4 separate regions of the Mus musculus genome follow, and regions 2, 3 and 4 are each linked to region 1. A link is a contact called in public HiCAR-type data. All regions are on one chromosome and are shown on one strand. Each heading gives the region's core, a stretch centred on a gene start, on an enhancer-like site or on the middle of the called end of the contact. The rest is flanking DNA. Distances are from core to core; before and after follow the strand shown. Region 1 holds the start of Pgk1 (phosphoglycerate kinase 1). Region 2 holds the start of Sh3bgrl (SH3-binding domain glutamic acid-rich protein like). Region 3 holds the start of Jpx (Jpx transcript, Xist activator (non-protein coding)). Region 4 holds the start of Brwd3 (bromodomain and WD repeat domain containing 3).

What was found. HiCAR-type assays count read pairs that join an accessible place to other places.
Region 2: a contact with region 1 is called in a HiCAR-type map of astrocytes, with 4 times the contacts expected there. The contact joins the promoter of Sh3bgrl here to the promoter of Pgk1 in region 1. A contact is called at or near these places in 1 of 39 promoter capture datasets (frontonasal cranial neural crest) and 1 of 115 datasets of contacts at active chromatin or transcription factors (astrocytes).
Region 3: a HiCAR-type map of astrocytes shows a contact between it and region 1, with 4 times the contacts expected there. The contact joins the promoter of Jpx here to the promoter of Pgk1 in region 1. A contact is called at or near these places in 1 of 39 promoter capture datasets (pre-B cells), 1 of 484 Hi-C or Micro-C datasets (CD4 T cells), 1 of 115 datasets of contacts at active chromatin or transcription factors (astrocytes) and 1 of 9 other capture datasets (adipose tissue).
Region 4: a contact with region 1 is called in a HiCAR-type map of astrocytes, with 3 times the contacts expected there. The contact joins the promoter of Brwd3 here to the promoter of Pgk1 in region 1. A contact is called at or near these places in 2 of 39 promoter capture datasets (liver and pre-B cells), 1 of 115 datasets of contacts at active chromatin or transcription factors (astrocytes) and 1 of 9 other capture datasets (liver).

The regions. Positions count from the first base shown.
Region 1 is chrX:106,184,346-106,190,893 of GRCm38.p6, forward strand. It overlaps Pgk1 (phosphoglycerate kinase 1), which reads left to right and starts at 2,755. Exons shown (of 11, transcript NM_008828.3): 1 at 2,755-2,970. The coding sequence starts at 2,906.
Region 2 is chrX:109,091,274-109,097,821 of GRCm38.p6, forward strand. It overlaps Sh3bgrl (SH3-binding domain glutamic acid-rich protein like), which reads left to right and starts at 4,134. Exons shown (of 4, transcript NM_019989.2): 1 at 4,134-4,364. The coding sequence starts at 4,320.
Region 3 is chrX:103,489,823-103,496,370 of GRCm38.p6, forward strand. It overlaps Jpx (Jpx transcript, Xist activator (non-protein coding)), which reads left to right and starts at 3,736. Exons shown (of 3, transcript NR_015508.3): 1 at 3,736-3,878. It also overlaps the pseudogene Rps12-ps1.
Region 4 is chrX:108,830,321-108,836,868 of GRCm38.p6, forward strand. Brwd3 (bromodomain and WD repeat domain containing 3) reads right to left here and starts at 4,026. Exons shown (of 41, transcript NM_001081477.2): 1 at 3,779-4,026; 2 at 3,588-3,646; 3 at 3,357-3,386; 4 at 2,894-2,953. The coding sequence starts at 3,809. It overlaps 2810403D21Rik (RIKEN cDNA 2810403D21 gene), which reads left to right and starts at 4,158. Exons shown (of 5, transcript NR_015493.2): 1 at 4,158-4,365; 2 at 5,946-6,035.

The DNA.
Region 1 (6,548 bases), core at 1,505-4,004:
TGTGCAGGGCTTGCTTTTCTCACTGATTTCCATTGTTCCCAGAACAGCAGACTTCCCTTTTTATCTTATTGACCTAACTTGGGTCACTGCCCATTCCCAGACCAATGCGTGACAAAGGGGCACGTGGGGGATGGGATTACCAGGCTCAGCTTAGGTCAACAGTGATTTGTCCTTTGGTGCTAGGAGATAAGCCTATCTTTGCTGAGCACTGGCCACTAACCCAAACGCTCTATTAAATCGGATTTCTGTAAGCAAGGAAGGTGGGACCTGGTGAGGTAACTGACTGTAATGAATGGGGTTCTGTCAGGAGAAAAACTGTGTCTCTAACATTGTTATAACACCCCAGGGATCTGGTCCATATTTACCCTGCCTCACGTGTATAATTGTAGATTTTTCTATTTTTCAGGTTTTTCTGTTGTCTCATTGTTGGCTGCTTTTCTTTGTCATTTTAGGCCAGTAGTGGAAAAAGCTTCCCAATCTTTATAATCTTCAGTGTTCTTGTGTTTAAGATATAATACTTACTTCATAAAGTTCTTTTCTTTTCTTTTCTTTCTTTCTTTCTTTTTTTTTTTTTTTTTTTTTTTTTTTTGGTTTTCAAGACAGGGTTTCTCTGTATAGCCCTGCCTGTCCTGGAACTCACTCTGTAGACCAGGCTGGCCTCAAAGTCAGAAATCCACCTGCCTCTGCCTCTCAAGTGCTGGGATTAAAGGCGTGCGCCACCATGCCCGGCTATAAAGTTCTTATGCAGAGTAGTGAGTCATGTATATTCAGCCCTCACCAGTGCCTGGCAAACAGCAAGTGCTTAATAACTGGGAAGAATCATTAAGTTAGGGAGTCACACTCTATGTTTGCATAGTTTCCCCTTTGACAGTCAATATTGTAGTTCTACCTTATCTAAGGACAGTTTGACTCATTACAATGATAACTGAGCCAGAATGGAATGCTACTAAATGGTAGGAAGTCCAGAGAATCATTTGGAAATAACTTCCAGGAGTTGTTTCCCAGTAAGGTTGAAAAGGAAGAAAAGTTGGAAAGGATTGGCAAAAACAAATGTTTATCTTAAACACAGACATACATGCAGGCAAAAAACCCCACACGCAAGGATAAACACAAATTAAAAGGTAGTTATATGTAGAGATCTGTAGCTGGCATTAGGGCATTCAGTTCAGTATTGCTGGCACTACGGAGTCTCCTTCAGAACCTGGGCAGGTAGGATGCTTTCATGCGCCCAGAGACCTTGCCATCCACCGTGGAAAAGAATCTCACCAGGATTCAGAGTGGAGAGTTAGCTTGTTAATAAAACAGAAAGACAAAATGTAGGGTCAGTGAGATCAGTTAGCAGGGAAAGGTGCAGACCTCAAAATTTATGGCTTTTTTTTCGTGTGTGTGTGTGTGTGTGTGTGTGTGTGTGTGTGTGTGTGTGTACTTAAATATGTAAGGACAGCCTTCTCAGTCTGTGTAAAGTCGCTTGTATGTATCCGATTTCAGACTGCACTACTGCTATTGGATAACCATGGGGGCTCTCAGCATTCCTGCAGTCCTTTGTCTCTTCCATGTCACGTGGCTCCTGTTACCCAGTTCTTTTTCCGTCCTCTGTTCTCTTAAAACTGTTTCCCTTTCCTGGACCTGTCTCTCCTCTCCATGTATATGCTTATATAAAAAGCTGCATAGGATAGAAAACACATGGTATTGTCTTTCTGAGTTACTTCACATAATATAGTAACTTCCAGAGGTGCTTTGGCCAGTCACTCCTGGATATCTGCCAGTGAGAGAGGTGGAAAGAAAAAACCAGGAGAGTGAACAAGGGCTTCCATTTCTCATGTGCCCTTCAATTTCCTAACTAGTTGTCCTGTCTCAGACCGTCAGGCAAGCACTTTACCACTGAGCACCGTCCTTAGCCCAAATGAGTGTCAGTAGAGATTTAAAGTTTTGTTTTTGTTTTTAAACAGTGCTGGAGATTGGATCCACGGCCTCTGGCCCGCATTTTACCACTGAGCTACACTCCCAAAGCAGTCGAAATCACAGTGGCCCAGGATTGAAATGATCACTTAGATGCTTTGCAGTCTTGATAAGACACTAAATCTTTGTCTATCAGTTACTTCATCTTTAATAACAGAACGTACTTAGGAATTTTATGAGCATTGTTAGTTAGCATGACACATGCTATATGTATTCGTCATTATGAATAATGTAACCACAGCAATTACATTGTACTTTTTATTATAAAAGGGGGGAGGGGAAGGCCTGGTCCTTTTTTAACTTCTGAGAGGTTTCGATTACTAAGTAAGACCTTATGTAGACTTCCATTTGGGAGCTGAGAAAGCAGAGGATTCCAAAAGGGGATGACATTTGCAAAGGTCTAGAAAAGGCGCCTGGGAATTCTACCGGGTAGGGGAGGCGCTTTTCCCAAGGCAGTCTGGAGCATGCGCTTTAGCAGCCCCGCTGGGCACTTGGCGCTACACAAGTGGCCTCTGGCCTCGCACACATTCCACATCCACCGGTAGGCGCCAACCGGCTCCGTTCTTTGGTGGCCCCTTCGCGCCACCTTCTACTCCTCCCCTAGTCAGGAAGTTCCCCCCCGCCCCGCAGCTCGCGTCGTGCAGGACGTGACAAATGGAAGTAGCACGTCTCACTAGTCTCGTGCAGATGGACAGCACCGCTGAGCAATGGAAGCGGGTAGGCCTTTGGGGCAGCGGCCAATAGCAGCTTTGCTCCTTCGCTTTCTGGGCTCAGAGGCTGGGAAGGGGTGGGTCCGGGGGCGGGCTCAGGGGCGGGCTCAGGGGCGGGGCGGGCGCCCGAAGGTCCTCCGGAGGCCCGGCATTCTGCACGCTTCAAAAGCGCACGTCTGCCGCGCTGTTCTCCTCTTCCTCATCTCCGGGCCTTTCGACCTCACGGTGTTGCCAAAATGTCGCTTTCCAACAAGCTGACTTTGGACAAGCTGGACGTGAAGGGGAAGCGGGTCGTGATGAGGTAATTCCGTACTGCTGCCCTCAAGCCCTCGGGGCCACATTCTCTCTGGCCGTGGCAAGCACGGTTTTCCCATCACCTTAAGTTGCACTTATTTTTCAGCTGGGTCTTGGGGGTCCTGGGTTTGGAGGTTAAGGCTGTTCCTCTCACCTCATTGGGGCGGAGACTGTGTCTGAGTTTGCTTTTCTGCGTCCTAACTGCTTCTAGCTTAAAAAGCGACCAAATGTGTCCTTTAGGGAGTTGATCCCACTGATAAAGGGCTCAGATTCTCAGGACTCAATCTTTTTCCCATTTCTGAAGTGCAGTTTCATCTCTTGTAGCGAGAATGGACGTAGTACTTATCCTGCAAATCTCTAGGCCCCTGCTGAGGGACCTTGAAAGGTCATTTAGCTAGTTTCCCTTCCCCCAAGATTCTTGGACCATCCGTGACGAATCCGAAACCGCCCACGTTTCATTGGTCCTGGTACAAATGATTTCTTTCCCAAAAGATGTTGCTCAAAGTCCTCTCGAGTGGAGGTCCCTCTCCCCAAAGAATTGTGGGTGGGAGGGTGAGGCCCACTGGATGAAGCTCTGTATGGCTTATATAACAGGCCTCTGCTGCCCTACCTTGCGGTTGGACTCCTGGCCCTGGGGTTTGCATCAGGATTGTGACACATGCAGGGTGTGGCCGCCGGGAGTTGGAGGCCTGTAACCTCACTCGAGAGGTGGCTAGAGAAGCAGGATGTCAGAACTGAGGAAGGCTCCCACGCACGTGGCACATGTGGGTCCCAGGTCACTGACTTAACTTGGCTTCTCCCTTACCTGAAAGAATTACTAGGGTGTATGCGTCTTCTCCTTTTTGCCTTTCATAATGTATACTTTTTTTTTTTTGCCAGGAGTCAAGGATGATGGTTAGATACATAACTGATGGGCCTGGTTGTTCATGTAACAACTATAGGACCCAAGGATGGGAATTTTTAAGGGCCATTGATGGTCGCAGTGACTGACTACTCTGCCTGCTTGACCTTCTTTGGAAGTGGATGACTGATTGGCAGTAATCCTGGTCCCTTTGAAGATTTGGGCCAGTTCAAGTGAGGGCATCCTTTAGATACTAACACATGTAAGGGAACAGAGGTTCTCTGGCTTCTGTACAGGCACTTATTTTATCGTAGCCAATATTGGTAGGTGGCCTTCTCTTCCTGGGCTGATATCCAGAACCAACCCACTGTATTATGTTCATGCAAAACACTTAATGTTACCCCAAATGGGATAGAATAATCAGGATGGAGCAGAAATCCCAGCCACCCTAATCATAGATAAAGGGCAGGTTCTAGCTAACTTTTCATTCTGTTCTAAGGACAAAAGATTCATCCTGTGAGGGAGACAGGCACTACTGGCTTGAGGCTGACCTTTTCAGATGCATGCAGCTGCTCAAAGACAAGACAGTGGGCCATTGTGCTGGTCACTTTTGTGGGATGGCAGTTTGGGATTTTATGCTATTTTCTACAGAGAAACTATCTTAAAGGAATTAACTCCGGTTGAGGGTGAGACAGGAGGCAACAGTTCTCTTTTGCCCCAAATCAAGCTTCATTTAACCCAGGTTAACCTTTAAGCCTGGAAAAGACTGGCTGGCCTCCTTTGGCTGATGGAAAAGGGCGCTGTGAAGGTTATTGAGGTCTAGAGAATGTAGCAGAGGCAGGACTAGGATTTGGGTCTCTTTAGCTCCTTGAGCCTGACTCAGGAACAGGTTGGGATAGACTTTATCTGTCGAGTTTGCAGTCCTGTATAATATGGATACATTGTACTTGGTTGGTATTTAGGCCACAGTGGTGAAGTTGCTTGGTTTCCAGATTAATGCATCTTGCATGGGGAGTTGCCTTGTAGGCTTCTGTGAGGAGTCTAGGCAGCCATGCCTGGGTGAGCTCAATACCTTTTTTGTTTCAGTGCCTTTTGTGGTAGTTGCTGGCAGTGCTTCAGAAATGGGGCCTCCTGCATCCTGGGCCCGTTCACTCACCTCCTTTCTGCCCTGTAGAAGGGTGCTCTTGTTTTCTGACTAGTCCCTTGCTTTAAGTTGGCAAGGGAAGTTGATTTGTTGTTGGTAACTTTTATTAGTTTTCATTGTGTTGGGGAATCTAACACTAGCCACCTTGTGCCTGAGCACCCTACCACTGAGTCACCCCAGTTCCTTTTGGAGAAACTTTAAAATAAGCCAGAAACACCAACAGGTTCCGCCTCACTCTAGTTGATTTTACAAGGCTCTGTGAGTACATTTCCTGCTGATTTTTGTCATGTCATTTCCTTTTCACCCATAGGTCCCTAGTCATCCTTTGCTTGCTGGCACTTCTCTTTCTTGTACGTTTTCTTCCCTCAACCTCACTGGTTTTCTTTTGGGACTTTCGAAGCAACAGCTCTGGTGGGAAGAGGAAAACGGAGAGCAGACACCATCGTACTAGCAGACTTTAGCAATCAGTCCACAAGGCAGTGGTGGGCATGGTTCCTTCCCATAGTTTTAGTAGAACAGGGCCTGGAATCTCGAGATTTCAACAAAGACGTGATATTCTAATTTAATGTTCTCTATATAAAGTTTTTGTTTTGTTTCTTTGCTTTGTGTTTTTGAAGTCCTGGAACTCACCAAGTTGGCCTGGAACTCTTGCCTCTGCCTCCTGCGGGGTGTGCTGTAGCCACCACCATTCTGCTTTGAAAAAGTTTTATTTTGGAGTAATTATGGAGTTGTAAAAGATTGCAAAGACTGCACAGAAACTCAGTTTTTCCCAGTATATACGTATTTAGATGTATGTATGCTCAGTATATATGTATATATGTGTGTGTGTATACACCACGTTCCCCACCCCCAAGTGAACAAGTGATTTGTGTAAGGAACGTTGTTCCTGCTTTGGAGTCTTCAGGAGAGAAGCTAAAGGCCGAGTTGTAAGTCTAGGAGAGAGTGAAGGTCAAAGGCAATCAAGAGGTCAGTGAGAACTAATCCAGTTTTCATCGGTAAGCTGATGTCATCACAGCTTGGATAGAAGCCACAGATGGTTGGATATTTTAGCCCAAAGGCATTCATTCCTTCTTGTAAGGTTCTGGGTGCAGGAAGCAGCACTATCCACCCTGTGCAGTTAACCCTTTTGTCTATTATCTTCTCTAGGAGGCTGCAAGAGGGGGAACTCAGTCCTGGTAATGGGATATTGGATCTGCTGTGGTCTGCACTTTAAGGCTGGCAAGGGCCTGCTCAGGATATTTAAAGAGGGTGCCTTAAGTGCCTGAAACCAACTAGAGTGCATTTCTTTTTTCTTTCTTTCTTTCTTTCTTTCTTTCTTTCTTTCTTTCTTTCTTATCTTTCTTTTCGAGACAGGGTTTCTCTGTATAGCCCTGGCTGTCCTGGAGCTCACTTTGTAGAACAGGCTGGCCTCGAACTCAGAAATCCACCTGCCTCTGCCTCCCAAGATTAAAGGTGTGCGCCACCACACCTGGCTTAGAGTGCATTTCTTTGTTCAGAGGCACACTGCCTTTTAATTTTAAATCGGAATCAAGAAGTATGTCCCTCAAGCTCCTTTGTGCGGTAGATTGGTCTTCAGGGTAGAGAGGAAGCCAGTGACCTG
Region 2 (6,548 bases), core at 2,884-5,383, 2.9 Mb after region 1:
ATATTGTGTAGGTAGGGAGAGAGTGAGCAGCCTTGTCTAGTCCCTGATTTTAGTGGGATTGCTTCAAGTTTATCTCCATTTAGTTTGATGTTGGCTACTCGCATTCTCTATATTGCTTTGACTATGTTTATGTATGGACCTTGATTTCCTGATCTTTCCAAGACTTTTACCAAGAAGGGGTTTTGAATTTGTCAAATGCTTTTTCAGCATCTAATGAGACGTTCACATGGTTTTTTCCTTTGAATATGTTTATGTGGATTACATTGACAGATTTTCGTATATTGAACCATCCCTGCATCCCTGGGATGAAGCCTACTTGATCATGGTGAATGATTGATTTGATGTGTTCTTGGATTTGGTTTGCAAGAATTTTATTGAGCATTTTTACATTGATATTCATAAGGGAAATTGGTCTGAAGTTCTCTCTCTTTTTTTTCTCTCTCTCATTGGATCTGCATGTGGTTTACTTACAAGCATAATTGTGGCTTCATAGAATAAATTGGGTAGTGTTCCTTCTGTTTCTATTTTGTGGAATAGTTTGAAGAGAATTGGAATTACGTCTTCTTTGAAGGTCTGATAGAATTCTGCACTAAACCCATCTGATCCTGGGGATTTTTTTGGTTGGTAGACTTTTAATGACTGTTTCTATTTCTTTAGGGGCTATGGGACTGTTTAAATGATTTATCTGATCCAGATTTAACTTCAGTACCTGGTATCTGTCTAGAAAATTGTCCATTTCATCCAAGTTTTCTAGTATTGTTGAGTATAGGCTTTTGTAGTAGGATCTGATGAATTTTTGGACTTCCTCAGATTCTGTTGTTATGTCTCCATTTTCATTTCCGATTTTGTTAATTAGGATACTGTCCCTGTGCCCTCTAATTAGTCTGATAAGGGTTTATCTATCTTGTTGATTTTCTCAAAAAAACCAGCTCCTGGTTTGGTTGATTCTTTGTATAGTCCTTTTTGTTTCTACTTGGTTGATTTCAGCCCTGAGTTTGATTTTTTCCTGATGTCTAGTCTACTCCTCTTGGGTGAGGTACAATGTGTGATTTGAGCTTTAGTAAAGTTTCTTTTATTAATGTGGGTCCCCTTTCATTTGGATCATTTGGGTTTGCAACCCCATAGGAAGAACAACAATATCAACCAACCAGACCTCCCCAGAGCTCCCAGTGACTAAACCACCAACCAAGGAGTACACATGGAGGGACCCATGGCTCCAGCCACATATGTAGCAGAGTATGGTCTTGTTGGGCATCAATGGGAATAGAGGCCTTTGATCCCCAGTGTAGGGGAATGCCAGTGTGGGGAGGCGGGAGTGGGTGGGTAGGTGGGAAAATACCCTCATAGAAGCAGCGGGAGGAGTGATGGGATGGGATTTTCAGGGGGATAACATTTGAAATGTAAATAAAGCAAATATCCAGAAGAAAAAAAAGAAAATATCCAACAAAAATAAAATAAAATTTAACTGTAATCTCTTGGGTCTATTCAGTTTATCAGCATTTCTGTATGAAATATTAAAATGTAAAATTGCATTTATTATTATTATTATTATTATTATCATTATGTGTGAACAATACACATGGGCAGTATGTGTGCATGTGTTTGTGTATGTGTGTCTGTGTATGTTTGCTTGTGTGGTGTTCATGTGTGCCTGGTCACACATGTGCCCATGGTGTATGTATAGAGATCAAAGGACAGTTCTTTGGAGTCAGTTTTCTTTTGTTTTTATTTTTCAAGATTTATTTATTTTTATTTATATGAGTACGCTGTAGATCTCTTCAGACACACACCAGAAGAGTGCATTGGACCCCATTTTAGAAGGTTGTGAGCCACCATGTGGTTGCTGTTTATTGAACTCAGCACCTTTAGAAGTCAGTGCTCTTAACTGCTGACCCATCTGTCCAGCCTAGGAGTCAGTTTTCTTTTCCACCCACCTCAGCTGTTAAGCAAGAAAGTGCCCCACAGACTTTCCTACAAGAGTTTTCTGACTTGATGTATCTCATTCCAGATAAATCTAGCTTGGGTCAAGCTGTCAAAAAACTAGCTAAGAGAATTATTTATATAACTTTTGGTATGCCTATAAATTTGAAACACATAAAACCATTCAAGATCATATTTTTTTAACATAGGAGAATACAAAAGTATATTTTTTGTACATAGCAATTTATAATAAATAACAATTCAAAATACCCTCTCCTTCCATACCATTACTTTTAACTTCTTGTCGCCTGCTCTATCCCTACCTGGAAAAGCTGATCTGTAACACAGGGGAAATTATCTTTAGGTCCTGGGGCTGTGTTCAATTAAGAGACACAATGTCATTAAGTTGACTGTGCTGGCTGGGAATTCCTGAACCCAAGTAATCTTAACTGAGTAGTAAGGGCTATGGCATTCATTGGTGTTCAGGGTCTTCTAAGTTTTCTGCACACAATCTGGGTTTATTTTTAAGTTTTGAGAGACACTGGCCTTTGGTTGTCATGATTTCCTAAGGAAATAGATTATACTGTTTGATCCAACCCAGTTTATTCAAATTCACCGTAACCTTTCCAGGCAAATGCTCTCGGGCAATTTCTCTATAGAAAATTTAAGCAGTAATGACCATTCTATGATACCCATCTCAAGGATAGCTCAAAGTAGGGAAGAACGGCATAAGGATATCCATTACCTTTATGTTAGAAATATTGGTAATAGTCTCTCCTAAAAATGTATCAGAAGTCTTATCATTAAGAATCATCAGGTTTTATGTATAAAACAAGTTATTGACTTATATTCACTAAGACAAGTATATCTATTACAGAACTGTACATGTGTATGTGTGTGTGTGCGTGCATGTGTGTATGTACTTGAAATCCAACTTTGGGTCTTAGTGTGATCTATAAGAGATCTACACATCTAGCCTCATTTTTCTAATAGATAAAGCCCACCAGATTCTTTGCTAATGCTACCATTCAGTTTTCTGGGAATAATTGATTGTGTTCAATAGTTTATAGACTAATTAGAAATATTTTGTTATTCCTGTTTTTTTTTCATTTTAAGAGTCTCTAAGTCTAAACAGTTAATGTAGAACTCCAAACAAGTTGTACAGTGATAACATAAAAGAAACAATATAGATTTTTTCAAAATCATGATTATGATTTATGATTATAAAGATTTTTCTAATCAAGTGAATTGGCAAGTAAAATTAACAGTAGCCATGATGTTGGTAATGAAGATGGTGGCTAGATTTTTCTCATTTACTGTACTTGATAATTTGTAGAAAGTCATTTTGTTTGGTTGATTTTTGATTTTTAAGAGACTTACCCTGTAGCATAGTCTAGCATCTAATTCCTGGCAATCATGTTTTACTATTCCAAGGGCAGAGATTACAGGTATGAGACAGCAACGGCAAAAAAGTACTTCCAAAGTATTTTCAGATGATTGGTTTTTTTCTTTTCTTTTCTTTTTTCTTTTTTTTTTTCTCTCTCTGCAATTCCTCTCCTCATTTTGGACTTGTTGATTTTTTTTTTTCTCTGCAATTTCCTCTCATTCTAGGGTTGTAGTTTTTTTCTTTGCAATTTCCTCCTTCATTCTAGAGTTGTCGCTTAGATCTCCTGCAAATTCTCACTAAAAAAATGTTCCATATTTTAGCAAAACTCTGAACAAAAAGAACCTATTCTGTGCTTTCCGGTTTGGGGAAACTTGAAACTTCTCTCCAGCCCTCCTCCTCTCCTCGTGCAGCTTTTCAGTATTCAACTCCTGCTGCCAACTAAGGTTAAAAAAAAATCACTTACTTCATTATTGGCATCTTAAAATATACAAGGCTTTGATAACGTGGGCTTAAAGACATTTAAAGTAGTGTCTGGATTCAATATAAAGCTAGCTTTAGGCTATCTTATTTGCATACATTTCTGAGCAGGAAGTAACAAGCAAAACTTCTGGTGTTCATGGGAACCGGTCCTTTATTCTAATCGAATATTTCTTTTTTTCTTACCCCTTCTTTTATTTCTCCCTTGCCCCCTTCCCGGAGAGGGAATAGTCAAAAAGAATTGTTTCAACAGATCTCGCGGTGCTGTTCGAGATCCTGTGTTTTAAAAAAACAATTTAGAAATGATGCAAATGAGCCTGAGCCTTCCGGGGTTTGGGGCTGGGATTGCAGAGCTGGAAGCTCATTGAAAGCAGCCGCTGGTGGAGGCGGGGCTCTGGCCAGTTATCCTTCCACCTTCCCCCACCCTCCTCATCCAACCTCTGTTTGGCCCTTAGCTCGGTTCCAGCCGTTGCTGCAGCTGTTTCCCAGCCCTTTTCAAGACTCCAGCGACCGACCAGAAGCCCTTGTTTCCAGGATGGTGATCCGTGTATATATTGCATCTTCTTCTGGCTCTACGGCGGTAAGGAGAGTGGGAGCCCACCTTTGTTGTTTTCCAACACACTAGTCCTCTTCTGCCCCAGAACCGTTAAATTGAAGAAGTTACACTGGAAGCTTCTCCTTAGAAGACGCAAGCATCGCCCAGAGTACCCCCTTCTTTCCTTTCTTCCTTTGTTGCGTCGATTTATTTATTTATTTATTTTCTCCCGTGGAGTTAGCTTTGTTTGCCTTGAGACGTTAGTGTTCGTTTCTAAAGGAAAAAGAAAACTACCAAGTTTAGGAGATAACTGGTAAAGGGACTTCACGGTTAGGTGAAGTCAAGTAAAATAAAAAACAAGTGGCTTTCAGGTTTTTTAGAGTGAGACATTTATGAAATATGCTCTGAGTACCGAGTTCAGGGGAAGTAGTGCATTTCTGTAAAGGATGAGGGTGCTGATGGGAAGGGAAGGGAAGGGAAGACTTCTGAGTACTGGAATTATTGTGAAGCCACTGGAATGGACTTATTTAGAGAGCGTGCAGGTGGGGTATATAATTTTAAAAATAGGCGAAAGTCAGGGGCAATGATACAAATGATTTTTTAAAAAAGTTCTTCTCCTCTTCCACCTCCTTCCCCTCCTCCTCTCCCCTTCTCTTTCTTCCTGGAATATGAAGCCATTTAAAAAAAATAATGTTGTATGAGACCTCCCCCCCCCCACTGGATCTTATTTTGAGTTTTTCCTTTCCTTCGAAAGATTTTCTTTCTAAAACCCACTCTTTCAAGACTGTTGAAAATGGAGGCAAGAACATGTGGCAACTGAGTTGCTGGCTCTTCATAGGATTTGGTTTTCTTCTTTGATTCATTTGCCAATTGTTAACTTAGAATAACAGTTTTTACCATATCTGAGGAACATTGGGTAAACTGAGGTGAAAGCTGGAATGCATACTCCTGTCACATGAAAGAGCTTCTGTTCCAGCAACCCCAGGAGGAAAAATAAAGGCCCTCAAGTGGCAGAAGCAGATGTGTGGGCTCAGGAATTTGAATGTAGAAAACTCCTCTAGCTTTAGAGTGGCAGAGATCCCAGGTTGCTGGGTTGTTGTCATTTACATTTAGTAGGATTTGGAATAGAGCTGAAGGCTATATGAAATCACCAGAACCATGAACCTTGAACTTTGTCTTTGCCAACATGTGTGGGTGTGTTTAGACGGGCTTTCAAAATATAAGGAAGCCTACTCTTAAAGTTATGGAGCAAACGTTTTGTTTGAAAAAATAGAAATGTTTATTATTTCCTTTGGACCCTACTTTAGAAGCATCTTGTCTTCCATACCTAACATTCTGATACCTCAGAGTAAAACATGGGTTACCGAATATCAATCTACTACATTAACTGCATTTTCAAAACCCAGCTTAATGCCTTTGGTTAATCCTTATTAGATTGACCCTCTCAAGCACTTAGGTTTTGTTGTTGTTGTTGTTTTGTGAGGTATGCAGTTTCAACACTGGTATTTGTTCTTTGCTTTCTCTATCTTCTATTTCTCTCCCAGAAGTAAACTCAAGGAGAAACTGCTTTAAGAATTTCACCAAGTAATAGAGTCACACCCCCCCCTCTTTGTTAAGACATAAAATGTCTAAGTGCCCAAGAAAGGATTAAGAGTTTATTAGATGATTCAAATGACAGATACTCATGTTGTTTTGTCTTTTGTTTCTATTGTTTCTTCATGGATAATTAATGCACTAATTACATTTTTATGAAAATGCCAAAATGAAAGATTTCTTATTATACTCTGGCAATTTTTAAAAAATAATCCTAAAATAGTACAAAGAGTATCTTAAAGGAGAACTACTTAATATGAATGGGGCGGTGGCTGTTTCCTTGAGGAAGGAAATTTCAGTTTGCAGTACCGAAATTTTCTTTAAGATAGCAAAAAAGCATTGTCCTTTTAACAAATGATTTAGAAATTTGGGGGCAAGTGTTCTCATGGGATCTTAAAAAAAAAAAACCTGAAAAGATACATACTTGTAAGTTATTAGTTGTCTAATGAGTGCTTTAAGTGTTTGGCTTTGGCTTGATAATATGTATGTATTGAATGATTTGCCTGCATATGTATACTGTGTGAATACAATGCCCATGGAGACCAGAAGAAGGTGTTGGGTCGGTCCCTGGAGCTAGAGTTCCAGATGGTTATGAGCCACCACGCGGATGCTGGGAACTGAATCCAGGTCCTTTGC
Region 3 (6,548 bases), core at 2,486-4,985, 2.7 Mb before region 1:
GAAGGTGGTCGGTTGCTGTTGCGTAGTGGTTAAGGACTATGGCAAAGAATCTTAGGCCAAGGATGATATCGAGGAATACTCCAAATTCAATAAATAAATAAATTGTAGCTCATTATGAAAAAAAAGTAATTTTCTTCGAGGTGTAGCCTGACTAATTATTGTGTCTTGTGGTACTGCAAGATAGCCCAGAGAAACCCTCATCTTGACTGGCCATGGTAGCACATGCCTATAATCCCAGCAGAAGAATTGCTTTGAGCTTGAGACCATACTATGTCTTGAGAGAGTTCTTGTTTTTTTAAAGGGTGGCTCATGTTTGAAGCATAAGCTGATTACTTTTGCCTTGCATCATGGATAACTGCCCTCATATGGAAGAAGGTCTGTCCTGGGAGGTTTTGCTCTTGGAGTTCAACATGACTAAGGATGAATGAAATAATTTAGGAAGACACTCCTTCTGTTATTAATATGCCTATGCACAGTCAAGCAGGAGTTTGAAATGAACGGAAAGACAGACTCAAAATGAAGGCAGAGACTCAAGTCTTTAATCCTGTGGTTGGTTACCTTGTGAAGCCAAGTAGGCCATCAATACCTTTAGCAAAAGCACTTTCTGAAAACCTGTTCTAACAGGACATAAATTTCTAACAACAGTGCAACTTAAATTGTAAGAAAACACAGGACTGTTTCAAAGACTGATAGCATGTTGTTTCCTATGTTTCATATACAGCCTCATGGTTTGCTTTGGCTTTGCTCTCCACCCCTCTTTCACGTGGTCTCATGTAATTCAGGCTGATCTGGAACTTACTGTGTTGCTGAAGATGAGCTGAACTCCTGATGCTCCTTCCTAACTCTCTCAAATTCTGGAATTTTAGGCAAGCACCACTTTGCTCAGCTTTTCTTTGATTTTCATTTAGAATATTAAAGAATAGTTTTATTTAATCCCACCATTCAGTAGGCAGAGTCAGGAGGATTTCTGATTCCCAGTCTGGTCTACAGAGCAAGCTTCAGGACAGCCAGGGCTACACAGAGAAACTCTATCTTGAGATACCAATAAAGAAAGAAAGAAAAACATTTTTCTTGGGGCTGGCAATATGGCTCAGTGGTAGAGCAATGGCTTAGCATGTAATTAGAAAATCATGGATTCAGTCCTTAGTAACACACACACACACACACACACACACACACACACACACACACACACACGGGCTGAGTCTTGACTGCAAGATGGCTCAGCTGATAAGGAGCTTACCTCAAAGCCTGGCAGACACCCTGAGCTCCATCCTTGGAAACTATGTGGTGGACACATCCATATATTCTCTCTCTCTCTCTCTCTCTCTCTCTCTCTCTCTCTCTCTCTCTCTCTCTCCCTTCTTCTACCCCGCCTTGGTCTTTCTCAAACACAAAAATAAATAAATGTAAAATATTGTAAGAAGTTATAGGTCATTTATATAAAGAAAATTAAAGGAAATTAAGGAAATACTTTTAGATGAGAATAGAGTATAAGGTTTTTATCCTAAAACTAAAAGATTGTTCCCATATGGACAAAAAGGGGTGATGAGGGAAAAAACCAGAAAGTTTTAGTCTATTGCCAAAGGCCTGAGTATGTCACAAGAAGTTTGTAGAAGATAAAGTGAGGCCCGGGGAAGGAAGGAGAATTGGGAATTTACAGTCATTCTCTGCTACGTAATAAGTCGAGGCCAGCCTGGAATAACGGGGGCCCTGTCTCAAAAACAGAAGAGCAACAACGATATGCATGCCTGAAAAGCCAAATCTTTAAAAATTAGCTAGAGTCACACTTTCCTAGGTACTTCTTTCAACAGTTTTGCCACAGACATTAGAATGAAGTTGGAAATGCAGACAGTTGGGCTCCCAGATACCCTGAATCAACTTTTATATTTGACTTTTGTTTTTTTTAAGTTTATAAAAACTTTTTTTTTTTTAGAATTTTTATGTGTGTGAGTGTTTTGCCTGCATATAGGTCTGTGTACCACACTCGAGCATGGTGTCAGAGGAGGTGAGAAGCCTCATGCAGCTGCTAGGCATTGAACCCCAGTCCTTTGTGAGAATATTAAGTACTCTTACACACCAAGCCAACTCTCCAGCCCTGCTTTTGGGGTGTTCAACAACAAAGATAAGTAGAAACCAAATACGCACCCAGAGAAAAATCACATATATACAAAAAGCCAGAAATTTGAGAGGCAATGTGTGTGTGTGTGTGTGTGTGTGTGTGTGTGTGTAGTGGCGAGGAATAACATAGGAGGAATTGGAGAAGGGAATGGGGGAGAATATGTAATTATATTTAGATTAATTTTATTTTTTAGTATAGAATAGAGTTTATTCAGGGCATGGGGAGGGGAGTTAAGAGGGTAGCAGAGGCAGGGAAAGGCAGAGAGAGAGAAAGAGAGAGTAGAGAACTAGAGGCTGGCCATGAGCACATGGAGAGAGGGGGAAGGGAATCTAGATTAAAAATTTAAATGGGGGGGGCAATAAAGTGGTTATAGTCACAGGAGCATATCAAATTGATTGTCTTGGCCATGGGTGTGTGTGTGTGTGTGTGTGTGTGTGTGTAATAATTTTCACAAACTTGCCATCTCAGAGAAACTCTAGGAGGAAGAAAGGATTCCAAACAGGCAAATTCTGGCTACAGCTGAGGAGAGCTCGCACAGGAAAGAACTGCCTGTAATGGAATGAAAAGAAGCCAGGGCTTTGCTGTCTTGGGAAAGAGGGAAACCAGTGTAAGGGAAAATGTGCTACCTTCTGGAGAGAGGACAGCCCTCGGCTCCATGACAGCTGTCCCAGGTTGCCTTAGCAAAGCCTTCCTCAAGCAGATATTCACTGAGGCCCCTTCGGCAACTTTCCAACATGGTTTTACTTAAATACACACACACACATGCATTTACTTCGTGTGTGTGTGTGTGTGTGTGTGTGTGTGTGTGTGTGTGTATACATGTTTGCCTGTGTAGAGAGATCTGTGTAGAGAGAAGTATGTGCCGGGGACTGAACCTGCATCCTTTGCTAGAGCATTAAGCACTGTTAACCACTGAGCACTCGCTTCTGCCCCTGTGCCTCGTGGTGCAATAGGTAAAATGAGAACTTTTTTCTTTCTTTTTTAAATGGAAGTGTAGTTCTCTGCCTTTATTGATAACCCAAGATCCTTTTCTAATTTGTGTGGTAACCAGTATTGGTGTGAACATCCAAAAGCCAAAGGAGTTATTGTCAGCTTCGGCCCTGTGAGGTGTCCAATAGGAATAGGACAAGGTATAATTCTGTCTTTATCAAAAACTAGGGGACATACCCAGGCCTGTGGTTTACTTTGCCACCTAGCCTCTGTGACATGTAGATTGCAGTTATAGCAGCTACAGCAATGCTGGCAGCTAAAAACACAGAAGGGGCTCCGAAAGAGATCTCGGGAGCAAAACACAAGCTGGTCTTCTATAGAAACAAAAAAGAAAAAGGAATTTCGGTGGGGGTAGGGGGGGGGTGGGGGGTGGGGGGTGGGGGGTGAGGGGGTGGCAAGAGAACAAATTAAAGACGGGCAAGAAACGCGGGAGCACGTGAAAGATGCTAACAGAGGCAGCCGGGAGAGGAACCGCAAGCGCTCAGTCATCTGCGGAAGCGACCGCGGACAGTCCCGGTCACGTTGCTGGAGCAGCCATTTAGGGACAGCCTGACAGCGCGGCGCCGCGCGGCACAGGGACTGTTCGGCTGTGACGCATGCTCTCCGCCCGCCCGACCCCCCCCCCCCCCCACGGCACCACCAGGCTTCTGTAACTTATAAAATGGCGGCGTCCACATGTATACGTCCTTCCCGGGATTAGCCAGGCAGCTAGAGGATGACTTAATAAGGAGAGTGGAGAAACTGGCCAATTAATGAACATGCCCTGGTGAGTGCCGGGTCTCGCGCTGTCAGAGAGATGGCCGCCGTAGCGGTCACCACGCCGACCCGCCGCAGCGGTCACCACTCCGACCGCATGGTCTGCCGAGCGGGACGAGTAGTCGGCGGCTGGCACTCCGGATTTCTCCCCTATTCCGCCCACAATAGATGAGTGATCAGTGCCCACATCACCGGACCTCCACGGATGAACCTGTCAGGCTGGGGAGGCTCATTCCTAGGAGAGATCGTGTTTTGAGGTTTCCTTTTGTTTTCCTTTGTCTAATTGGGGTTTGACGGATAGTGAGTGTCTCCAAAATGGAGTGTTTATTCTAGCTCCCCAGAGGCCTCGAAAAACGGCCTCAGTTCTTTCTCATCAACACTTAGTAGTTGATAAAACTAGCTTATTGGTAACATTAATTATGGTATAATAACGCTTTTTGCCCTATGCCCTTTTTATGTACTCCAAATGAGGACCAGAGTATGTTACTAAATTTGTGGTCTGGGAGCATCTGTTATAATAGGGCCTTATAGGGTGATCTGTGTTCTTTTGTTAGATGCTTACTTGGTCAAAAAGACATTTCAGTACCTTAGCTAGGCATTGCTGAATAAAGTATGAATTGTTGCAACCATTTGGAAGCATTGATGTAGCTATATTTAGAAAAATAAAAATATATATGGAGTACCAAGTTCCAATATCTGGAACTCAGTAGTCTGACTTTCACGGCTCAATCCTTCAGAAAGAGAAGCATCAGTATATAAATAAGGATACCTAAAAGAGGATGTCTATGCAGCTCTTTTCTTGTGGCAAGTGATAAGAAACAACCTGTGTATCCATTAATAGGAGGATGTTTTAAAAGTCTGTATATTTTGGCTCTTTGGTGTAAAAGATGATATGATAGCTTGTTACATTAAAAACAAGTTGTAGGATAATATGATCTCATTTTTTTCATATATGTATGAGGGTGACAAAGGAATGTTTGCTATTTTTAAAACATTTCGGCAGCTTTATATATTATGACCTATTTAACACAAATGCAAACACAGAGAATAAAATGAAACCCTAATATTAGAGTTGACGTTTTGCCATATTTCTCCACAGTTGCGGCTCACTCTTTTGTCATCCCGTAGATTAAGCATCATTTTTAGTTTAGTAATTGTGCTTATTTCCCCCTTTCCCCCCAGTATTGGTTGTGGAACCTAGGACACTGTGGTGCTAGACAGTCACACTACCACTGAACTATATCTAGATCTGTTCCCACTTTAAGATTTGCTTCTAATTGTGTGTGTAGGAATGTGCACATGAGTACAGTTATGGAAGCCAGAAGAAGCCATAGAATCCTGTGGAACTCGAGTTACAGGCGGTCGTAAGCCCACTTTTTGAGCCCCTTAATGAAGTCTTCTGTAGTTGAGGCTGTCCACGACCCTCACTACCCATTTCTAGCTGCCAAGCTTTGGGATTACAAGCTTGTACCACCATGCCCAGCTTGTCTCTCTTACTTTATGTGTAATAACCCAGGCTGGTCTTGATTTTTCTGCCTCTGCCTCCCAAATAGCTAGGATTATAAGCTCAGCTTCTCCACTTAATTTTTTTGTGACATGAGGATCTAACATGGCTGGTATCTTGCATGGGAGTTCTCAATATTTTGTAACTCAAGTCCCAGGTGGTCCAAATCCTCTTCTGACCTCCTTGGGTACCAGACACGTGATGCACAAACACAAAATGAAATAAATCTCATTTAAAATTTTAATAAATAAAAACAAAACTAAAAGTAATAATTTCTATTTGCATAGGATCTTACTAAGACCAGAATAGTCCATATTAGCAATTAATCTTTATTAATTATAGATACAGGGCAACTGTTGCCACTGCATAAACAAAGGAAGCTTTGAACAGGGCATTACGCGGGCGGCTACACTATAAGTCACTTTAAATGGTTCTGCATGCAGGCAAAGGAAGTCACATATTTGAATCTTGGGAATGCTATATTCTTTGGGACACTGATGGTACTTTTGAAGAGTAAACAATATAGCGCCCGAGACTCAAATTTAGAATGTTATTTCCACTTGTGTAAAAAACGTTACTGTGCCGATGGATCTTTCTGCACAGCAGTGGTTCAGGACTTTGATTCAGCTACTGAAAGTCAGTCAGCCAATTATGAGAAAAGACCATATGTGTGGTCCCAACGAGAGGGTTATCAGGACATCAGTGATGAATCTGACCTTTCTGAGATGTAACAATACCATCACTTAAGTTCTATGGAGATTTGAAGGCAAGAAACCCAGCAGGTTAGGCTCCAGTATGTGACTGGACATGTGACTCCCCCAATATGACCTTTGTAAGGCTCAGGAGAAAAATATCCTGCTGCTCCACCCTTCGGGTAACACCAAGGGCTCTGAGACTGTGTTCATATCAATTTCTTTCTTGTGTTTTTGAGACAGGGTCTTGCTATGTGGATTAGGCTGGCCTGGAATTCCCAATCTTTCTGCTTCAGACTTGATCCATCAAACTTATGGCTATTAATTGACTTTCAGCCATTGAACTGACACTGAAAAACAGGCAAATATTTCAGTTTAATAATTCCAACATTCAGTACGTATTTAAGTCTGATACTAATACATGCTGGATTTTTTAATTTTAAACTGTGTTGTCTTTATTGTTTTGTTTTACTTTTCTTTCTAT
Region 4 (6,548 bases), core at 2,776-5,275, 2.6 Mb after region 1:
ACTGTTTATCACCTATTATATATAGTCAAACATAATAAAAAAGTCCTCTGAATATAAAAACGTGAAATGTATAAGACAGGTCTTCAAATGTAGTTTGTACACAAGACCGTCAGTTCCATCACACACAAGTGTGTGTGTGTGTGTGTGTGTGTGTGTGTGTGTGAGTGAGAGAGAGAAAGAGAGAGAGAGAGAAAATGTAGCCAAGCACATGGTGGCATGTGCCTGCTAGGAAGGCTGGGGAATAGGTAACATTGACTTTAAAGCTCCCAGAGAATCACAAACTCTTCACAGAAAATTGCAAATTCAAAGCAAGCCTTGGCTAAATTATAAAACCTTGTATAATAATACCAACCCAAGAAAGAAAGGAAGAAAGGAAGAAAGGAAGAAAGAAAGAAAGAAAGAAAGAAAGAAAGAAAGAAGGAAAGAAAGATCCATAAGGTGGGTCATACCTAAAATCTCAGAATTTCGCAGGCTGACGCATGAGGTTGCTTAGAGCTTGAGGCAAGCCTAGACTACATCATGAGCTCCAGGTCAGCCTACACAATAGTATGTGACTGTCTCAAACACAGTAACAAAACAAAAAACACATGATACAGTAAATCAAGCCCACATAAATGGATGAGTGTATTAATAATAATTAATAAATAATTGTTAAGGTTTAAGTCTTACTGCTAATAAGAAAAAGTCTATTTAAATCAATTCAAGACTACTATCACATATTAAAACCATTTTAAATAATTTTAAAACTATAAACCCTCACACTTTCTTTTGCATTAAATATTAGTACAAACTTCTGGAGAGTGATGTTCAATATGTGACAAAAGCTTGAAAACTCAAGAGCTACTTTGACCTTATTCATAAATCCATGAGACTTTTGGAGAAGGCAACAGAAAAAGAGCCCCTCCCCTAATTATGCAAAAATATTAGTGAAAAGGTAAAAATATTAGTGAAAAGGTTAAAATATTAGTGAAAAGGTAAAAAAAAAAATTAGTGAAAAGGTAAAGGTCATTGCTCAAATGACCAATTGGAAATTAAGACAAATCATAATACTTAAAACACAACTAATTCTTTTTCTTACCATTACCATGATGGATATTCAAAGAACAATAGTCATACAAAAGTACTGTCAGAAAAATATAAAGCAAAGGATGGATGCTGATAATAACTGTGTAAAGATTTGCCTTTACTGTTTAAGAAAAATGACTAGAAAACCACCTTTTAAAGTGTGTGGTAAGGAGACCATTTTTAATTACTCAATTTTCTATCAAGTTCATTTTTAAGTTTCCTTTTCTCATTTGCTTAAAAATGATCTACCTGCCTATCCATATATAAGCTGGAAAAGGAAAAAAGTACACAAAATCATTTCTCATACACCCAGATATTAAAACTATGTTCAAACAGCTATCAGTAGTTTGATACTAAAACATGTATTAGTGAATACTTCGAATTTACCTTCTGTGATACAAGTAGGATTTATGTCTAACAACAACAGAAAGAAGAAAAACAAAACTTCAGGCTGAAAATTAAAAGTAGTAACAGGTATTCAAAAATAATTTGTACCCATCTGAGAAATTATTACCATTAATAATACTGGTGGTGGCATTCACTCTTATTACAATTAAACCATTTTTGGATTTGCAAGATATTAGGGAAAACTCAGTAGCTTCTGTAATAATGTGGCTTCACTCTTATAATACTCAAAGTTTTCAAAATTAACATCACAGCAATTTAACTGTTTTCTACTGACAAGCAAACTTTCAATTATTTTCTTTTTATTTAGTCTGCCTTAGTCTACTACTCTTCCAACTTTGTGTCCACTTTGTATGCTTTTCCTCATTTGGATCTTATTTGGAGGAAAGAGAGTTCAATTTAGGTTTTATTATCACTCCTTTCATCATACAACTCTGTAGCTAAGAGTAGAATCTCTTTCCCCACATATAAAAGATCATCTTTTTGTCTCAGTGCAGAGCAGAAAGTGCACTTACATTGCAAATTATATTTATGGAAAAAACAAGAGTCAATTCAAGACTTAACTAAAGTATATTCTCTTTTTTAAAAATGTCCATTGTCTCCTAATCCCAAAATCCTGTTCACCTATTCCCAAAAAGGTCATAATACATATTTCTTCTTTAGTGAAAACATATTTGCACAAATGCAGTTTACTGATGAATTAATTAGCTATTTTTTAAGATTAGAAATATATAACAATGTTTTTATTCAGTAACCCATTATCTAAAGATGAACAATCTTGGAATTCACTCAGTAGTCCTCAGTATTTTTATTTATGTAGTTTTTCTCACTTATGAGTCAGTTCCCCTTCTGAATTCCTTCTCCCCTCCACTCTAAAAAGAAAAAAAAAGAAAGAAAGAAAAAGGAGAAAGAGAGAGAGAGAGAGAGAGAGAGAGAGAGAGAGAGAGAGAGAGAGCTAGAAAAAAAAAAAAACACCCAAGCCTGGCCTCAGTTCCCGTATTTCAAGCCAGGACCAACCAGAAACCAGTTTTCTTCCACTAATCCGGAACTCCGGGCTGTTACCAACGCTGTCATTGGCCAGCGTCAGTCCTTGGTACGTGCCCCAAGATAACCCCCTGGTTTCTGTCCCTTATCCCCCTACAATGGGCCTTCTCCGCTGTTTGTAACACAGTCCTAAAGCACAACACAGCACCTCTGAAAACCAACTCACATTCTTCAAAGTTTTGGGGTGAAAATAAGCAAGGCTAGAGCAGGGCAAGGTACCCTTTCCGACACGCTGGGAGGGGGAAGGGGCAGTCCTTCGAACACCGAACAGCAGGCTCGGGGAGCTCTAAGGGCTGAAGGGCCAGGGGCGGTTGGGGGCACAAGGTGGGGAGGGAGTGGAAAAAGAGTTGGGCTAAGTTGAAACGAAAAGTTTACTAACCAGATCCTCGAAGCTTCTTCGGTGCTCTTTCCCTTCCCAGTCTAAGCGGCGCGGAATCAGCTGGGGGCCGGAGGAAAAGAAAAGGGGGGGGGGTGAAGGAAAAGCCTCTGCTCCCCAGCAGCAGCACCCAGCCTGGAGCCTAATCCTAGACCCTTTAACATTTTCATTTCTCCAGTCCCGACAGCTACTGCCGCTGTGCCGGGGGTTGGGGGTGGGGGGGGGCAGGCCAAAGGGAAGGAAATCCTGAAAAAACACCTCCCGCAGGAATAAAAGGCAGCGAGTTTAGACCCCTGCGTTGTCCGCCCCTTCTAAGCAAAGAACCCGATTTACCCCAAGTGACAACAGCCCCAAGTGTCCAGCTCGAAGGCTCCCTCCGGGCCCCTGCCCTCGGCCCCTGACCTACCTTACCCTTCCTCCAGGTTCTCCCCAGCCCTCCCCACCTCTTCCCAAAAGGGGTCCATACCTGATGCTCTTCGAGCTCTTGCACTAGCACCTGGGGAAGAGGGACACAGGGATGTGAAAGCAGATTGGGGCGCCAACCCATTCCTCCCTCCCCACTTCCAACACAGCCGCTGACTGTAGGAGTAATCGCGGCCGGCCTTTCCCTCACCCTCCAACTGCACTGCTCACCCAGTGCCTCAATTTCCCCAATGGGACCATTCCCCAACACTCCCAGATATCCTTTCCCTCTCACCTGAGCGGATTTGTTACAGGGTCCGGACTGCAAGAACCTTGCGATCAGGTAATACAGCTCTAAAGAAGGGGTTGGGGGTGGGGGGAGACGTTGAGAGAGAGGCAAGGAAAAGAGATACAAGCTTTTTAAAAAAAATCTGACAGCAGTCGCGCAAAGCCCCCATCCCTTTTGCCCCCGGCTCAGCTACCCACCGGCTTCGATCTGGGTAGGTGCCGCCGCCATCCTTTTCCCGAGGGGGTTTGGGGGCTTCGCTCAGGAGGGCTGGCGGGGGCGGGTGGGGGCGCTGCCTCTATTGTGGTGAAGCCCCCATGCTTGGGAGTCCCGCCGCTTCCGCCGCACTCTTCGTCCCAGTTTCGGTCTCTCTCGGATTCATCGCATCACGTTTCGACCCATAGATATTCTAGCCCAAGAGCTGAGGAGGCGGAGGAGGAAGGAGAGCAAGAGAGAAGGAGAGGGAGGAGCTGAAGTCGCCGAGGGGTGGGCGGGGGGAGAGGGGTGGGCGGGGGGAAAGGGGTGGAGCCATAGAAAGAAGGAGGGGGGAAAAGGGAAGGGAGCCGCTTGCAAAGCTCCAGGCTGGCCGCCAGAGGCACTAAGGCGGCCGCCTAGTTCCAGCAGCTAAGCCGGCCTGGGGTTGCCTAGTTACTGCCCAGAGAACAAGGAAGAGGTTCTAAATGCAGGCAGACGCTCTGGCAATCTTCGTCAAACTCTGTGGTGGCGTTGGCGTCCTAGAGCTCCGGAGTTGCTTACCCTTCCTGTAAGGGCAATCGGACCCTTTCCGGTGAGGGAACCTCTCTCCAGACATGATCAAGAGAAACTGGCGAGGGACTGACATGATCTAGCTTACCTTGGGTCACCGAACGGATTTGGTTTGTTTGTTCTTTCTCTACCCCAAGAAAAAGTCGCTAGCTACTGCAAGGTTTTGTTTTCAAACAAGGAACAGCATGCCAAAAGAAAGTGCTGCGCCTACCTGATGAGCAAGGGAATAATATTCTTCTAGAAAACTTCTTGTAGTAGTATCAAGTCTCCCCTTGATTCTGATAAACATTGCGCGCGAAGTTTACACTTTAAGGAGGAGGCCGTTTCCCCCTTCTGAAAAGGTCAACAAGCTCTTTCTTCTCAATTCCTGTAGGATAAGTTGGAACGCTGTTTTGAAATTCTGCCAAAACGTTTTTAAAGTTCTTAACTATTCATTGAAATTTGGATAGAAATGATAGTTTGGTTTGGTTTGTCTTTGAAGTGATATTCTCTGACTTGCTGTCACTATGTATCTATCCAAGGCTCCCCTGGAATTCCATGTCAATCTTCCTGCCTCAGCTTCCCTAGTGCTCATGTGGCAGGCATGTGTCGCCACTCCGGTTGACAAAAAGTCTTTTTTCCACTACCTTGAGACTACAATTGTTTTCATGTATAACTTTAACTCTTAGCACAGCGCTGATTTGATCAAAGGATTTGTATAATAATTGACAGTTTGAGGAAACTGGTTCACTTCCCCAATTTCTCTTAGCATCCCGTTCTCAGGATGTTACTTTGAACAGAATTCATAGAAACAAAACATGATGGGAAAACAAGTACTATTTGAATTGTGTACATTATTTGCTTTGAAATACTCAAATTTGAAGGTTCACATTAATGTATGGCTATAGTGGGAGTTTGGTTTTCAGACTCAGGGAGCTCGGTGATTAAACCACATTGGGCATAGAATTAAATTTAATTCAATTCATAAACTTAACATATCCTTAGCAATTCATTCTGCCAATTTCTTTTATTGAGTAATTAATAACAACATAAGAGTAAAATGCTATGGTTATCTTTGGTATAATCAGTATCTGAAAGAAGTAGATAAAAGAAATATAAAACCTCAGGACAAAATTGTGAGGTGCTTACTGAAATAGTAATTTTTATAGTTCAAGATAATATAATTAACAGCTAACCTTTACCAAGTCATTACTACATATTTTGCCTGCTGTAACTCATTTAATCCTTAACAGTGACCTAGGAGACAGTTTATATTTTTCTCTACCATACTAATATTAAAAATTACTACTAGCCAGGTGTGGTGGCACACGCCTTTAATCCCAGCACTAGGGAGGCAGAGGCAGGCAGATTTCTGAGTTCAAGGCCAGCCTGGTCTACAGAGTGAGTTCCAGGACAGCCAGAGCTACACAGAGAAACCCTGTCTCTAAAAAACAAAAACTAAAACAAAACAAAACAAAAAAACCACCTGCTATATGACTTCAAAGCACTTACATGCTATTGTTTTTCTTATATGTAAATGATAATAAATAATATTCACTGTGTTTGCTAACACACATTTTTTGTAGAACTCATGTGAGAATATATCTCTGTTGTATTCAAAAGGCATGTGACATAATTATCCCAGCGATCACTAAAACTGTAAATTTGGATGCAATTAAGAGAGAAAACTCCACACATTTATGGAAATTTAAGGTAAGAAATTACTTGTACAGAATTAATTTTATTTGTATTTATTCATTTATTGTGTATGTGCAGGGGCAGAGTCACCTGGCCTCCAGGTAAATAATTATGTTAACTGGAATTTGAAATGATAAGGGATTAGGAGTAAAGAAAATGCAGATTAACCTCCTGTGGTCTGATCTACCTATAATCCCAACACTAGGGTGGCTGAGGCAGAAGTGTCTTTAGTTCAAAACTAAACTGGGATACATAGCTAATTCAAAGCTGGCCTGAGAGATAAGGGGAACTGGAAAGAGCACGACATTAGTTTCAGGCGCACAATACCCAATGATTCTAGAATCCTCTACTGACAAAGCAAACTGACACAAGGAAAAATACTTAAAGCCCAAATCCATTTCCACAAAACCAGTCACTAAGGGTAAATTTTGGAGATGATAATTAAGGAAGTGATGAACTAGCAGGAATTTTCTGTACTAAGTTTGTAAGAAGAAAGTTTTTTAAATGTCTGTGTTCCCACAAAAAAAT